Linked DNA regions of Sus scrofa: region 1 is linked to region 2. The links are chromatin contacts, called in public HiChIP or PLAC-seq maps. All regions are on one chromosome and are shown on one strand. Each heading gives the region's core, a stretch centred on a gene start, on an enhancer-like site or on the middle of the called end of the contact. The rest is flanking DNA. Distances are from core to core; before and after follow the strand shown.

Region 1 (2,700 bases), core at 119-2,618, 200 kb before region 2:
TGAAGACTTCATTCATTCTAACTCACTGAGCAACTGCTCTCCAAAATTGGACTTCTACTTTTGATGTTTCTAGCCAACAGGTCATGCAATGAAACTGCTTACTATGTGCCAGTGGGCTTAACATACAAGCCATCAGGTTGAACATATTCTAATCATGATTTGCCCCAAGAATCTTTGCTTAGTATCATAAAACAGCCCATGGAATCACTATTAGTCATCCTAGACCCAAACAGGCTAATTACTGCACATCATCCCTAAATGTGAAATATGCTCTCTGCTTTGTCAATTAGTCCCTTTCCATTGAGAGCAACTCCTATTGCTGAAGTTTAAATACCATTAACATTTTTTTGAGTTTCACATATGATTTGGAAAAACCATTTTCTACCCTATCTTTAGTAGCTGAATTAGCCAACCTACCCAAACTACAGTAGTTCTGACATAGTGCCACATTCATTTATTGATTCACACAGTGCTAGATACTGGAAACAGAGATAAATTTGCTAACCTGGCCATCAGGAGGTAAACAGAAGACAGGCAAACAAACAAACAAACATAAATAAATGAATAAGTATTCCTATGATTGAAACTTATGAGAAAAATTACTCTGATGGCTACTTCCATTAGTCATTTCATTTGGACAATGGTTAAAATAAAACTAGGATACATTTATTTCCTAAAAAAAAAAAAAGTGAAACAGGTCATTTTAGGTGATGTGATAGTGTACTTTGCATCATTATCATTATCATCCTTATTGTGATCATCATCATCACCAACATCTTACGTTTTTAAAGAATTTAACATTAAACACAAAAGACTGGATACCAGACGTATTTGAGTCTTGATATTCTGCAGGAACAAGTAGAAAAAAAAAATCCTCTGCCACCACCCCACCTTTCTCTAAAATGAGATTTTCAATGTTCTAGAAAAAGCATGTTGTCTCACTTCATAATGGTGTCATCTTCCTAGAGGAAGGTGGAAAAAAGACTGGACCCAAGAGTTGAATTAAATCACTTTATTTAGAAACCTGAGAGCCAGCATCTAAAATTGCTGGTTCTCCATGGTCCTTATTAGCAGATAGAGAAGCAGTAACGGCCATAGAAGCATGAAAGATATAAAAGACTCAGATTCTTGAAAGGAAGGCAACTATTGACAAAGATGAGAATGAAGGAGAAAAATAGGGAGTCTGAAAGAGAAGTAAGTAGAGATAGAAGCAGGAGGGTAGAGGAAGCAAGAAAGGAAGAGCGAAAGGAGAAGAGAAATTGAAGAGTGAGTGTAGGAAGAGCAAGTGAGAAGAGCATTAGCCTAGAGCACATAGGTGCACGCCCATGAAATTACATACTGAAAATCATCTGTGCTTCCTTATAGAGAGAAGAAGCAGTTGGATCAAGCTGCAGGGCCTCATGCATGAGAAAGCCACGGGACCCATTATGGTAGACACCCTCTAAAACGGCTCCTGCCTCCTAATGTTCACGTCCTTGTGTAATTCTCTCCCATAGAGAGTGGGCTGGCCCGAGGGCTCATTTTGAATCAGTGAAACACCGTAGAAGTGATGAGGTGTCACTTCCAAAATGAAGTTACAAAAAAGCCCTGGCTTCCACCTTTCCTGTCCATTCTTTCTTTCTCTCCCCTGCTCTTTTTGAAGGAAGTCGGCTGCCATACTGTGAGCTGCCCAGGGGAAAGGTCCATGTGATAAAGAACTGAGGAAGGCCTCTGGCCAACAGCTAGCAAGGAAATCAAGCCCTCAATCCAATAGCTCCCAGAAACTGAATCCTGCAAACACCTACCTAAGTAAGTTTAGAAGCTAATCCTCCCCCAGCTGAGCCTTTAGATAAGACTACAACTCTGGCCAACACCTTAACCAGAGCCCTGAGAAGCCTTTCAGACAGAAGTACTTAAGCAATCCTCAAACTCCTAACCCACTGAAATTGTAAGCAATAAATTTGTTTCAAGCTGCTAACTTTTAGAATAATTTGTTACACATCAATGGATAGCTAAAATATACTTAATATGAATTTGACCACTTTGCCCAAGATTAACTCTGTGTTAGTAAGTACATCACTAAAGCAGTCCTAATGGATTAACAACAGAATTGTGAAAATCCAACTTGTGACAAACATAAGAATGTAGTTTAAATTAAGCAGTAAGTCTTATTCATATTTCATACAGACACCTGGGTTCGAACACCAACTATGGACCAGGTACTTACTAACCCTGAAATAACAGCCAAGTGATCTAACCTCCTTGAGACACAGTCTTCATATGTGGGAAATGGAGCTAATAATTATCTCTGCCTGTCGTGCCTGTCATGAGATTGACTTAAGGTCATGTAATAGAGAATACTTTGGAAATGATGAAGTACTAGTCATCCTGTACGTACTTAAGAGACTGCTTCAGCCCCACTCAGGGATTTTTCTACGCTAATAACATCTTAAATATTTGCAATTCCTTAAAAAAGCATTTCCTCTTTTTTATGAGGTAAAAGATAATATCTCTATACTTCTTAAGTTTTGCCACAACTGAAAATATCTTTAGTTTTAATTCTATTTTTCCAGATCTAACACTTAATGCTATCAATGGCAATCTTAAAACTGTTCATATCTCATATATTGAAGATTTGGTCAACTACTTCTAAGATTTTTCTTTATCTTAAAGGTGTATTTTTTTTCTTTTTTTTCTTTTTTTTTTTTTTGTCTTTTTGCC
Region 2 (2,700 bases), core at 112-2,611:
GGAGAGAAAAGAAGCTTAAATGGATTATTTAACAAAAAAAGCAACTTAGGGCTTCTAGAAAGTGACCTACATTCTGCACACAATGATTATATTTTTACGGCGGTGATAGGGTTAATAACCTAACATCATTCATGTAGTGTTTTTTGAAAATTGAATTTTACTGCTACAAAGTAAATGTAACAGCCCTCTGGAGACAATATTACAGGCACTTTATTGTTTGCTAAGCTGATGTCATCTTTCTACGGACTGACTTTAAAACAAAGGCAGAACATTTATTACAAATATCACTGTGTGAAAGGAAATCTACTGAAATATTGTTTAGAAGGTGAGCTGATAAAAAAAAGTATTAATACTTGGCTTTGATCATCTTACACTATAAAGTTATGACTTCAAAATGCTTCTCAAGTGATTTCTATTCAAGGCAAAACTTCATCCTGGAAATTCCTAGCCATGTCTCTAATGTTATTTGCCCTCAAGTTGGAATATTTGTTTAAGCTTCATGCATGTTTTAGATACATTTTTACTCTGTAAGGCAATTTCTTAGCAAAGGTGATGAGCTTTTAAGAGAGAGATGAAATAGTACCTTTGAAAGGAGATGTGGGGATGATTTAAGAAACAACGTCTGGAGATGAAGCTGTTTAGCTTATACAACCAACTTTCAAAATCACCTGTAAACGGATGCTGCAAAGTTTGCAATTTAAATAAGCTGTTTAAGGCATTGCCAAGCAAGGCTTCTGCGTGGCAGGTTGCTTGCAAGTCAGAGGGTTTGGGCTCTGTATCTGATGCACGTGTAATATACCGTGAAGTTGTTTGTGGATCACACAGGAGCTTCTTAGGGCTTCATTTCCACACTACCGTAGCCCCTGAAAATGTATCAAATGAACAGACACGTTTGGCTCTTCCTCACAAGGCACAAGTAATTTGTTTGTAAATCAGCTACCTTTCAAGAAAAGTTAAATTAGGGAGAACTTTCCTTTCTTTGATGTTTCCTACTTAGAAACCCAAAGAGCAAATTAATGATCATTTTGAAGTAATAATGTTAATGAGAAAAAAATAATTTAGTAAGCTCTCCCATCTCAGAGTAACTTTTCAGGTATAGCGTATAAATAACAGCCCAAATGACCAAAATAGCTTGATGGTGTTTTTCTAAGAAAATGATTTACTGCTCTGCCTTTGTCTCTGAAGTCTGGTTAGAAGGAAAACACAGGTCAAGGAAATTGGGTTAGAAAAAAAGCCTGTTATGGGGGTAGATGTAGAATTGCATGAATAGTGTCTAAAAGGGAGTCTGTGGACACTCACGAGACCAGACAGTCTCGCCAGTGTTTGCGAAATGTTCAGGACTGACTGATGGCATTTGTGTCCATCAAAGATGATTCACACAGCATGCTCTGGGAAAGGCTGTGTGTTAGCTGGTGTATGGGTCGTGCCCAGGAGAAAGCTACCTATACTACAATTGTGGTTAAACCAGGAGCTGAACTGCCACATTTTAAAAACTTATTTCGAGGAGTACACTTCTATAGGAGAAATCTTTTTTAAAAAACTTATACCTATTCAAAGCATTTTACTGTAAACCTGTCAACAGGGAAGTTATTTAAATTCGATTAATTCATTATTGTATTTAAGTAATAGTAGCTACTTGCCAGATGCAGGTACTGCTTTAGCACCAAGGGTCCAAAGGTGAGTCCTCACTAAGCCTCAGGGGTCCTTGTCAGAAGGAACGGCTTGGCAGGATCAGAGCCTGGCGTGTTATAAATATTCAAAAAGTCAATATTCAATAAATATTTAATGTTCTATACATATTCAAGAAAGCCATGTTTGTTGAGTGACTGATAGAATGAATCGAGTGATGATCAAGGTAAGTGCTTGATGCCACTTATGCATAAAGAGGTACTGAGCTACCCTCTCTTTAAACAAGTCAGCACAGCTGTACGAAAGGACATGCTTGAGCTGGCCTTAAAGAATGAGTAGCTTTCACCATATGAGTAAGGACAGTTGTCCACTAGTGGTTCAGACAGCACCCCAGTGTATGATGTGATTTTTAGAGGCATAGCCCAGTTCTGGCTCCTACACTCCTTCTTGCTGCTGCTTGAAGGGTTTAGTTCTTGTCCTTTTCTCCTCACTCCCTGTTGTACCGTCAGTAAAACACACACACACACACACACACACTCTACTACTACTGGGATTCAAGTGTCTGCTCCTCAAGTAAAAACCAAAGTATTTCATTCATCTCATGAAAGAAGAGAATCAGAAGGCTATTCCTCACTTTATCCATAAAACTCCTATTTTTCAGCACCCACCAACAGAGCTCATTTTTGACCAAACACTGTTCTGAAACATCCAACACGTAGGAAAGAAAGGTGGGGCCGGTAGGGGGAGGGGCAGTTGCTATTTAAACCACACACCAGCCTTGTAATGAAAGGATTTTTCAAACATCTAGATGAATTTGTTTTATTTTCAAACCTCAACATGCAGTCGTTACAGTTACTTTTTGTCTCCAACTTTGCAAGATGTCTCATGGACGGGACACTCAAAGCAGGACAGTTTGGGATGGTTCCAACTGTATGAGGCCTTGTGTCATTACCTCCGCAAATAGAATCAAGCTTCCTTTCTTCTGCAGCTGTACATTTCCTTGCCTTTGATTCTCCTCCTTTGCTTTTTCTCCTGGCAGGCCTTTCCTCTCTCCTGGATCAGCCACTCTAT

Evidence for each region. HiChIP or PLAC-seq counts read pairs in DNA pulled down with a chosen protein or histone mark.
Region 1: a contact with region 2 is called in an H3K27ac HiChIP or PLAC-seq map of alveolar macrophages. The contact joins two enhancer-like sites.

Annotation. Positions count from the first base shown.
Region 1 is chr15:7,349,428-7,352,127 of Sscrofa11.1, forward strand. No RefSeq gene overlaps it. Among named protein-coding and RNA genes, the nearest start is that of ZEB2, 150 kb to the right of the region's middle. Within about 2 kb of position 1,369, at least 1 of the 83 cell types and tissues checked has an H3K27ac peak or open chromatin away from gene starts, as enhancers often do. A contact at or near this core is called in alveolar macrophages, where this site is marked.
Region 2 is chr15:7,547,625-7,550,324 of Sscrofa11.1, forward strand. All of the region lies in intron 2 of ZEB2 (zinc finger E-box-binding homeobox 2), which reads left to right. Among named protein-coding and RNA genes, the nearest start is that of ZEB2, 50 kb to the left of the region's middle. Within about 2 kb of position 1,362, at least 4 of the 83 cell types and tissues checked have an H3K27ac peak or open chromatin away from gene starts, as enhancers often do. A contact at or near this core is called in alveolar macrophages, where this site is marked.